Regions from separate parts of the Triticum aestivum genome. Here region 1 is linked to region 2. A link is a contact called in public Hi-C data. All regions are on one chromosome and are shown on one strand. The core of a region is the stretch at or near the end of the contact, and the rest is flanking DNA. Distances in the headings are between cores, read along the strand shown. Region 1 holds the start of LOC123116180 (cytoplasmic tRNA 2-thiolation protein 1). Region 2 holds the start of LOC100270660 (keratin-associated protein 5-2).

Region 1 (5,458 bases), core at 2,829-5,328, 470 kb before region 2:
CATTGGCGGTGTGCTTCCACACAATGTGGTCTTCGACATCCACATTGAGCTGGAAGCTACACAACGTGGCCCAAAAAGTAACGAATTTGTGGGAGTGGGCAAACGTGAAGTTTGAGGATATCTTGATTTCGAAGATCCAAGCATCATCTCTCTGAGCATTTTTAACATTTCAATTTATCCGCGACGAGGCCTTGAAAATTGGGGACGCAATGTTCTTGGGTTTGCGGTCATGCACCCAAAGATCGTCCCAAGGAACATCATAGTGAACTCACTACTTATCCTCGGTGGCCATTCAGGCTGCAAGTTGGAGCGGGCTCTCCAAGGCACCATTGTTACACTGACACTTTACACATGCCATAACAAGCATCTGCAAAAGAAGTACAGAGGATGCCAAAGTGTTCACAAATGCACCGGCGCCGACATATATTCCGAAAAGATAGTAAAGAAATTAAAAAAAAATCTGTTTTTTCTTGGATGAATATCAACAAGTTTTCTATCATCTTGCAAAATTTCCACGGCTTGTTTTGAATGCATAAGGCAGATAATGGTCTGCCTTTTCCTTAAAAAAACATCTTGCAAAATTTCACCATGAAAAGACATCTGTAGAGGTGTGTCCAAAAAACAAAAATGGGTACTCCAAAATACGTCTTTTTTTTGCACAGGCCTCCACGCATGTCATCCGCAAAAAAAAAAAATTCAGATTTTTTTGTTTTTGTTTACTATTTTTTAAAATTATTTTACTGTTCATAAGAGTGTATTTGAGCTGGGGAGCAGATAATTAGTAATGGTACTATAACCTGGCCTTCACCTCTTGTACATGCAAATACACATACAGACGACAACAGCTAGCAAGTTCAGCTAGTCCAATTCAAGTGTTGATCGATCAAACTTTTATCATGATACAACACCAGCAACAGCTACTAAAGTTCAGATGCCTAGCCCGCACAGTTGCCCGCGCAACGATGATGCGGGCATACTGCCACACCTAGTCCTGCTTACACCCTGAGTGGCCAGTCCAGCAGACTGATTCAGAAGTCCAAGTTGCCATGTTTTCCTTGTAGACTCGACCTATTCCTCCTCTCCGCTCGTTTGCCTTGCTGCTCGCCACTACCATCAGCTCCAGCACCGACTTTAGCGGTTCTCCCTATGCCTAGTTTTGGCAGGCCTCGGTTCAGTCCATCTAGCAGGACGCACGCTTTGCATAATTTCTACAGAAGCCAAGATTTTCATCCAATATTGAGTCCGTAAAAGCATTGGAAAAGTTCAAAGGTAGCAAGACCAGGGCAAATACTTGGATAAAATGTCCAACATGTGAGCTCACAAAAATACTTGTCATTCTATAACCAATTGATCAACTTATTTTTAACTGTACTAGCGAAAGAATCATTTATGTGGTTATCTTGAGCCAAGAGACTCTAGAGGGGCAAGCTTTCACGCTAGATGTTAAAGCACAATACCTGGCTAGAAATGTAACCGCAGCGTTCACATGTTCCTTGCTCTGGCATTCTTGTTGTTGTGGATATCCGGAAATTTTCGCCAGAGGTTATGATGTCCAGTATAGCTCTAGGCCTGCACCACTCACAAGGTACTGATTCAAGTGACTGAAACAAGACAATGATACACATAATGTGTTGAACAAGGAAAAGAAACAGAGCTAGCATACACTAACAGATGAAGAAATAATCCTACTTTTGGACAGCAGAAGTCTTTACCTCATCCTTTCCAGATCTTTAATAAATTCACGAGCAAATCCACGATATGCATTTGGTGAATAGATGCCTGAATTGTGATAGATAACCAATAAGCATATTTGATTTCAATAGAAGATGAAAACAGTGTCAACAAAATTCTATAAGTACCCCTCCAAGTATGTTAATGACTATCAAATGTTAGGCACTGATTGTTCGAAGCTTATATTTTGATTATATATTAACCGTCCCTGGTATCTTGAGATAATGGAACGGGGAGCTACTGTTTAACTACAGAGAGAACAAAACTGCATAACAAATGAAGCAGGAATTACATTCAGTGGAGAAGTAGTCCAGCTTTTTGAAATACGCATACGTGTCATACAGTCAAGGATCAAAATTATTATCAGCGCATGTTTTATGGACAAAGCATAATAAGTTAATAAAAAAATAAAACTGATTAAAAATGTTTCATGTAAAGGATATATAACAATCTCTTTTTCGTAGGTGTATTTGAAAGGCTTGCATCTTGGGATTGGTCCATCTTCACCAGTAGTTATGAAAGTGCATCGACTTAACCTATATAAGATAAAAGCATAATGCCAGCACAAAAATTATAAAAGAGAAAAGATAAAAAATAGCATACTTTATTTATTAACCAACATTTACCTTGCAATATCACCACGTAAAATATTCAGCAAGACAGTCTCTGCAATGTCATCTGCATTATGCCCAGTTACAATCTTATCAACCTTCAAGAGAGCAGCACCTCGGTCTAGTGCCTAATAAGAATGGAATTGTTCAAAAATTAATGAGCATGCAATTGCCTTACAGATAAAGGTAGGTAGTAGGAGGTACCTGACGTCGAAAAACACCACAGAAAGTGCAATTGTTTTTCAGGCCAATTGCTTTCACAATATCATCCATCGTCCAGTCATAGAGATCCTTGTAGGAAACTATTTTCAGTGGTAGGCCATACTGCAGTAGGTGAATTGTACGGAAGAATTAGCAACACATGAATATGCATTTAAATGGGTTAGTTTGATGAACTAGATGCCTGCCAAAATTAGAACAAAAAAAAAACACAAAGAAGTAAAAAGTTGCAACAGAATTATGTGTATCGGGTAAGGGGGAGGAACCTGTAGTTCATTCCTTTTAACAGTTTCTAGGGAGTCATCTCTATAGCCTGTGATTCCTTCATCAATAGATAAAAGGAACAAATCGAGATCATATTTATGACGTTTGTTTAACTCTGATAACACATATGCAAGCACGGTTGAATCTGCATAACAGTAAAAAGATTGTTATACTACAAATCAAGATAGATAAGCAAGCATTTCCACAATAAGCTGAAGAACATTTGCAATCATATTTTTTCTAGCGGGTATATCATATTTATGAAACAGCCATATATGATCCGTTATCATCGCCCATGACTACCTATATTTTAATAACTTGAATAATAGACCGTCTTGATTTAAAACCTTTATCTCTGCTGCAACGACGAGAAGGTTGAACAAACATTTTGATAACACACTCTAATACAAGGCTCTCAAGGAGTCAATGACACCTTGAGTATTGGCCATACAAGTGATCAACAAGAGCCGGTACTAAAGTGTTTATCACTGAATGAGTAGCGAATATGAAACACATGCATTGCATAAAAATCATCTATCGCGTTGATATTTATACAACACAAGTCTGCACATACCTTTTCCACCAGAAGCTCCAATTGCCACACGTTCACCGGCTTTAAACAAATTATTGTCAACAATAGTTTGATGAATCTCGTCCTCGAAGACAATATAGAAGCATTCCCTACATATCTGAAAGCAAATATCAGAGACACCTCTGTAGGCTACAGAAAAGTGAAAACAGCTCACAGTACTCCTAGACACCTAGCATGGTTGGAACTTCACAAGATCAAGCAGCAAAGAGTACCCAAAGTTTTAGGTAGATACACAAAAGGGGCATCTTTTGTTCTTACCCACTTCCTAAAACTACAGTAATCAAGTGAACTCATATGAAGCTACAGCTAAACCATAGGCGCCCGGTTGCTGGAATCCTAAAGAAGGAAGCCGGCGAGGCTCACCTGTTCTAGGGTTTTGGGCCGCTTGAGCGCGGCCTTCCGCTCGCCGCAGCGCGTGCAGAGGCGGCTCCCTGCCCTCGTCGGAGCGGCGGCGGACTGCATGGGCTCCTGGATGCGTCTTATCCCCACGCGAGTCGGTGGAGGGTAGGGACTAGGGAGACGGCGAGGACACCTGCGGGGTAGAGTAGCCGTGCTTCGGCAGGAGGAGGAGCAGAGGCTGCTTTCCGGGACGCCGGCGAAGGGGTTTCGAAGGCGTCACGGCGCTGGGGGGCGGACGAACAGGAGGAGGAGGAGCAGGCAGTCTGGTGGGTCAAGGCTGGCCCAGATTAGGCGGGCTAGTATTGGGCCGGCCTGGGAAGAGGCGCGGCTCTGTGGGATTGCTACTGCGAAATACTAATCGAGGGATGCTCAAAAAAAAAACTAATCGAGGAGTACTCCTCGCAAGTTTCAAAAAAAAAAAAGTACTCCTCGCAAAAGATCACTCTCACCTTTCCTGTGCCACGCAAGCACCGGATACGTCCGCGTACGGGGATAATGACTATATTTGAACAACCTCACAAGTTTAGCAACCACAAACATGTATTTTGCAATTTTATGCACCAAAGTGATCGTCGCGTGCAAGTTTTAAAACCTTAGGTGTATTTACCTCATTTGTTTTCTTTCGTTTTTGTTGACTGTTTCGATTCGTTTAGGAAGAACTCTGTTTCAATGGAAAAGAGCTTGTTGAATAAAAACAAGAAAACACCTTGTTTAGTGACTTACTATTTTGATGGAATCTTTTTAGCGACGGGACTGTTTCGTTTCGTTAAACTTCTTTAGCGACTGGACTATTTCGATGAAAAATTCAAATTTTCTTCAAATACCTCGTGCTTACAAGTTATCTAGTGTAGCTGGGAAAAGACCTAGGTGTGACACATAAAATCAAAAACAAGAAAACACTGCCACTAGTATAGTCTTTAGAAATTTTTTTGATCTATGTGAAAGAAGGTTCAATTGCTTGATCACTGAAAAAATGTGGCTGGTATCTTAAAGTAAAAATTGTTCAAAGACTTTTTAAATAGTTTGTGGAATTGAAAAGGTTCATCTATTTTAAAAATATTTTACAAATTCCAAAATAGTTCACAATTTTTGAGAAAAAAGTTCACGGATATAAAAAAAAGTTCATCAAATTCAAAAAGGGTTCATCAATTTTCAGAAAGACTTCATCAAAATTTTCACAAAGTTCATCGAAATTTTAAAAAAAATCATCGAATTTCATAAAAGAACATCAATTTTGAAAGAAATTCATCGAATATGAAAAAATGTTCATCAAACTAGAAAGAAAGGTTCACGAATGAAAAAAAATGAGTGTTAAAAAAACTAAAAACAATAATCAGCAAAGGAAAAGAAAAAAAAAACGAACTGAAGAATGAAATAAAAGAAAAAAAGCGAAGTAGTTCTTCATGAGCGGGTGAGTGGCCCGATGGTTGTTGTTATACTTGGCCATCGGCAGCCCGGCCCGAAAGAGCCTGACCCAACCTGACTCGACCTTGCCCACGGGTCAGGCCTGTGCCTAGATTTTGAGCCCGATGGGCGAGCCAGGCCGAGCTTGGGCCTGTCGTATTTGTAGTTTAAGGAAGAGGCCCGACAGGCTTTTGTCTCATGGGCCGGCCTTGGGCTTGATTTTTAGGCCCAACGGCCG
Region 2 (5,766 bases), core at 189-2,688:
ACGGCGGCGCCGGCGGCGGGGCGGGGCGGGGAGAGAGGGTGAAGCGTTGGGAAGCGGAGGGACTGCTAGTGTCCCCGACAGGCGGGCCGGGGGGGGGGGGGGGCAAGGGCGTGCGTCGCGGTCATCCGCGCGCGTCCGTTTCACCCCAAACCGAGCGCAAGTTTGGGCCTGGGATGGATCGAAAACGGACGGAATCCAGACATTTGTCCGTTTGAGGCCGTGCGCTGGGCCACCTCTTTTGTCCTTTTTACCCCAAACGGATGAAGCCGGACAGGATAGGATCGTGCGGTGGAGTTGGCCTTACTTGGGGAAGACGAAACACAGAAGAGCACACTTGCATTCGGAACGGAACGACCCTGGGATGAAGAGCGTAGCCCCTGCTCTCGCCCATCCCCAGAAAGGCACCGCCCGAAGCGAACACTCGCCTCAACATCCGATCGCCCTGTCAGTCAGTCCCGGCGCACGCCGCCGCACATGCGGCGCAGGCGCAGCGGGTGTGCAGGTGCAGCGCAACGCGTGACGGCCATTACTCCGAAATGGAACCACCCCTTCCTTCGTCCCCTCCCCTCCCTCGTGCGGCAGGCCGCAGCAGGCCCAGAGCGGCAGGCAGGCAGGCGCCGGAGAGGAGGAAGCGGCGAGGAGAGGCGCGGTGGGTGGGGACGAGCGGGGGGAAGGCATTGATTGATCCGGCCTGCCCGTTTCAAATCGGGCAACCCCGGTCGCTGCCACCGCTCTGCCGCGCCGGGGCCCCCCTCGCAAGTGCTACGGGCTACTACTACAACTGCTAGCCAGTAGCGAGCGCGCCCATCTTATCCTGGGCCCCCGGGCGGACGTGGACGCGTCAGTGTGTGTGTCAGTGTGGTTGCGTCTCTGTCCAAGCAAGCCCGATCGAGGGCCTCGTTCTGTCCCGTTGCTCCGCGGATGGCTTTTCCGTACCCCCGGCTCGGGGGACGCGCCACCCCGGCCACCGTCACGCTCGTGTGAGGTATACGTACTGCTAGTACGTGATGGCGTGCGTGGCGCTACTATTCCCCACTCGTCGCTGGCAAATTCAATTGATCACCCTGCAGCAGCCTTTTCCATCATCAAACTCGACACTATTTGCAATTGATCACTCCTGCTACCAAGTGTTTGAGCTCGATAATCATCGCTCCAACGTACTACTACTGGGGTATTGGTTTCCTTGGCATTACGGGCGGCTCCCTGTTGGGCTGGCTCGCGGTCATGGCCGCCCAGGCCAGCCCCCATACCGGGTGGGCGGGCGGACCCATCGCACATCGCCGGCACGGGACGGACAAGCGCAGGCAGAGGCTCACAAGTCACGAACCGGCCCGCACAGTCGCCTCCTGCGTCCTCCCTTGATCTTCTTTCTCTCTCATTAAACCCCACCCCACCCCACCCCACCCCTGTGGCTGCACTCGCACTCTCTCTCTAAAGTCTAAACCCCACGCGCCCTGCTCCCTCCCTTTGCTATTATTGCCCGCGCAGCGCGAGCTATATGGAGAGACTCCTCGCCTCCGCCTTCATTTCACTTCCACCACCTGCTCTACTCTGCTCTGCTCCTCCCCAGCCCACGCCCCCGCCTCCATCTCCTCGCGTCGCACGCACGCACGCACGCACTCACCTGCGCTGCTCAGATTCCTTATTACATCACCGCCGGCCAGTGCGCAACCACTGCTCCACCGCGCCTCCTGCTGCTAGCTGCCGCCCCGCCGCCGGCGCCTAATGCGGGCCGGTGGCTAAGCCTAAGCCCTCCAGTTCCGGGCGTGTAAGAGACAAAGAGACATGGGGGAGGGCGCGGTGGTGGTGCTGGAGGCGCCCAAGCCCAGGTCGCCGCCGAGGTACCCGGACATGTGCGGTCGCCGGCGCCTGCAGCTGGAGGTGCAGATCCTTGACCGCGAGCTCACGTTCCTCAAGGTCAGTCACGGCTGCGTTTCTCTGAATCTCTCTCTGACCACCGCCTCGGCCACCGCGCTACTCACCGCTTCATTGCTCCTCCCTCTTCCTTTGACTTTGCTGATCCCATTTTTAAAACAAGATCCGATTTGCCTCTCGCTCGCTCATCTACTAGTAGACCCACTGGTAGTAGTAGCAGTTGTTGGTGCTGAAGGTCGACGAACGCCACGTCGTTGTTTATTTTCTACCCTCCGTAGGTACGGTTAGGCTGTTCAATTCTTTATTAATCTACTGCTGCCTCTGCATCTGTAGCTAGTAGGGTTATTTATCTCGGCTGTGTTCTGGGGATTCGAGCCTAATGAGAGCTGCGAATGGGGAGGGGGGAGGGGAGGGGGAGGCGGCGTTGCTGCGTACCTCGGCGCAGACAATCCGGGGCCGGACAAGCGTTTGCCCTCTTTGGGTGTGCCATGGATGTACCTTTGTCGTGTTTGGTCCGGTTCCTTGCGGGAAAAGAAGGCATGGGCAGTGACCAGTGATGATGATGATGACTGAGTGGCCCTGTCAGTTGCATGCATGTATGGAAGCGCTGTCGTGTCGCCGTTCTTGCTTGCTTGCTATGGGTAGTAGCCTGGGCACGGGCACGGCATGGCCCGTGGCCACGCATTATTCCGACGAGGGCTCGCTCGTGCGTTGATGGGCTGCCATCCAGCTTTGGGGCTTTTTATGTGGTAGATTTTGTGTTTTTCCATGGGGGAGAATAATACCCCCCCCCTTTTTTTTGTGAACACATGGTGCTCTGCTTTCAAGGAGCAGATTTCCGAAGGTGCTCAGGTGACGGGCTTCTTCTTTATGCCTTTGTGCTAGCAGTCGCTTTAGAATCATAGTAACTTTGTTTAAAGCAGGAGCTAGTCCAGTCCAGTCCAGACTATTATTGCTGCTTTTAAGCATCCATTTGCTAGCACTACCAAAGACAACCTTAATTTTGTCAGTCGATTTTCCATTTTATCGGTTATTCTCTCTTCTTGAATTATCTAGTATAAAACATCTGAGGTCCTACATAATATTTACAGTACCAATTCTCTGGTAATTTTCCACATTCATGCATATCAAAATGCAGAAAGATCTACTCCCTCCGTTCCAAAATAAGTGACTCAAAAATGACTCAACTTTGTACTAACAAGTTGACTCACTTTTGAGTCACTATTTTGGGACGGAGGGAGTACTACCTATAGTGGGTGACTTTTGACATAAACACTGTTTCGCAGGACGAGCTACATTTACTTGAAGGGGCTCAACCAGTCTCACGTTCTGGTTGCTTGAAAGAGTATGTATACACCATCATCCTCGCTGCATTGCAAACTAGTATTCCAATTTAAAGTTGTACCAACTAATTAAGTTTAGGATTCTATGTTTTCTTTACTCTAGTATGCATGCAGTTGCCTGTTTCTGTCAAGTTGTTGCCATATGTATGGATTAGTCTGTATGTTGTACCTTCATACGGTTTCTATGTCAGTTTGGTCTCTGTAAATTTTTGTTTATCTGTTCCATATTCCAAACTTGAAGTCATGCTCTGAAAGCAGTACTCACCAGCAAACCCCACTTGCATCAGAACATCTATTATACGAGTTCATTTGGGAGTGACATTTCTTGGGTTTCATCCTTAAACGATATATTGCTCTTGAAGTTGAAATAGCTGAAATGGAGAGCTAAATGCTTGAGTGAACTCGAGCACAATTCTCTCGCAAAGCATTCTTTGCTTTGTTCATGGATAGAGCTAGCCCTTAATTTCTTATACATGTCGCCAGTATCCTCTCACAATGCTTTTATTTTGTCCATTGTTACAGCCTTTTTTTTTATCATGCTGCTAATATCCGTGTACAATACTTTTCAGGGTAAACGAGTTTGTTGGTACAAAACAAGACCCGCTAATACCAATGTAAGTCCCTCTATACTCAAAACATCCTATTTCTTTGAAGCATGTGTAGTGTGTTTTTGACGGAACCAATTTTTTGCAGTAACAAAAGGAAGCACCGGTCCTGCCGTCTTTATTGGTGGATCAGGTATCTCTTCTCTCCTGTATTGCTTTCAGGCATTTAGTGGCAAGAGTATACAAGTTCTGGTAATAATTCAGCTGGGTCACAGAATCTGTCCCAAGAGAAAATGACATTGCAGTAGGAGATAACACTATGAAAGATACGTATTCATTTGTAATTCTGAATACTTGTTTTCAGATGGCATGATAGTTATTTGCCCAATGCTTGTAACCTATCGTAGGGACGCAGTATTCATCTGTTAGCTGAACCCGCCCAGGTCTAACTTGGGGCAAATGTTTTTCCTGCAGATCGAAACTGTGCATATGTGCTTCATGGCTGTGCTGCTCCTGCCAATGCCTACCAACCTGCAAAAGACCAAGGTGCTTCGACTGTTCATGCTGCGAGCCAAACTGCTCGTGCTGCAGCCTGAACTGCTGCAGCTGCTTCAGTATCCCTTCGTGCTGCAAACCAAGCTGTGGCTGCTTTGAGTGCTGCAGCTGCAGCAAACCACAGTGCTGCAGCAGCGGCTGTAACCCTTGCGGCGAGTGCAAGCCGGAGTGCGGCTCGTGTTCCGGCGGCGGCTGCTGCGGCGAGCAGTGCTGCTCCTGCCCTCGATGCACAGGCTGCTTCAGCTGCTTCAAGGTCCCCAAATGCTCGTGCGCGCAGTGCTTCAACTGCCAGTCGTCGTGCTGCAAGGGGCAGCCGTCGTGCTTCAGGTGCCAGTCGTCGTGCTGCGACAAGGGAGGCTGCTGCAGCGGCGGGTCGTGCCTGAGCTGCCCGAAGCCGTCGTGCCCGGAGTGCTCCTGCGGGTGCGTGTGGTCGTGCAAAAACTGTACAGACGGATGCCGATGCGCCCGGTGCTGTGCTGGCGGGTGCCTGTGTTAAGTTAGGCCACATGGTGTCAAGCCTTTCTCTCTTTTGGTAGTAGTTGTCTTTGTGCTTGCTGTTTAAGCCTCTGTTTGGGTTCGTTCGGGGCCTTGACGTATGGTGGTGTTTCACATGTAAAGAAATAACTTGACCTCCGGATCACAAGGCGGAGTGAAGTAGCTCTAGTATCAGTAGCCAAGTTATATATATTGGTGATGCACATTGTCAACCATTTTACAGGGATTTTCTTTTTCTTTTTTTTATTCATGAGACACATTTGCATTATGATCGCTAAAAAAACTAATCATGATCACTTTCATCACTGTTAAAAAAATGATTATGATCATTTTCATGGTTTTGAGGAAAAACACGACCAGTTTTATGGCGTCACGCGGCGCCGTGCTCCGTGACGAAATCATAGAAACTTCACCGGATTTTCCACTGTTTCTTTACTCGACTCGAGAAGGCCTTGAAATGCAGGCGGCAGTCGCACCGGCCGCCCGGCCCTGCCTTTCGTTTTCAGGAGGAAACTGGCACTTGCCGCGAGCCAGAGTCACTCGCTCCCCCAGTCTTATTCACTGACCGTTGGGCCCAGGACTAGGCCAGGCCCACGAGTCAGTCAGTTTGTGCGGAAGCGCGGTGTTGTCGCCCGTGTCGAGATCGGCCGGCGCCATTAGCACGAGTCGCTGCGACCGTGCGACGTCGCCGCCGGCGCGAGACGGGAGGCGCTTTGCTTCCCATGGAGTAGTATAAACAGCCGTCGCCAGTCGCATTCCATCCGCAGACGAGGGAACAATCCACACATCTTCCAGTGCTGTGCCTGCCGTCGAACCCGCCGCCGGCGCCCGCGACGATGCCTGACCAGGAGGCGCCCACCCAACTCCCCCACTCCCCCGCCGGGACCCATCCCCCGGCAACGCCGACACAGCCACCTCCACGAGCCGCTGCGGCCAGCGCTGGGAGATCGCGT

The links. Hi-C and Micro-C count contacts between places; a contact is called where the count stands out from the background.
Region 1: a contact with region 2 is called in a Hi-C map of leaf, with 8 times the contacts expected there. The contact joins the promoter of LOC123116180 here to the promoter of LOC100270660 in region 2. A contact is called at or near these places in 2 of 5 Hi-C or Micro-C datasets (both in leaf).

The regions. Positions count from the first base shown.
Region 1 is chr5B:382,013,382-382,018,839 of IWGSC CS RefSeq v2.1, reverse strand. It overlaps LOC123116180 (cytoplasmic tRNA 2-thiolation protein 1), which reads right to left and starts at 4,078. Exons shown (of 10, transcript XM_044537180.1): 1 at 3,781-4,078; 2 at 3,400-3,514; 3 at 2,828-2,970; 4 at 2,547-2,666; 5 at 2,358-2,470; 6 at 2,175-2,267; 7 at 2,024-2,064; 8 at 1,713-1,779; 9 at 1,458-1,569; 10 at 758-1,208. The coding sequence starts at 3,879. The coding sequence ends at 1,029.
Region 2 is chr5B:381,540,842-381,546,607 of IWGSC CS RefSeq v2.1, reverse strand. It overlaps LOC100270660 (keratin-associated protein 5-2), which reads left to right and starts at 1,438. Exons shown (of 5, transcript XM_044532840.1): 1 at 1,438-1,917; 2 at 3,162-3,220; 3 at 3,788-3,832; 4 at 3,912-3,956; 5 at 4,238-5,039. The coding sequence starts at 1,786. The coding sequence ends at 4,814.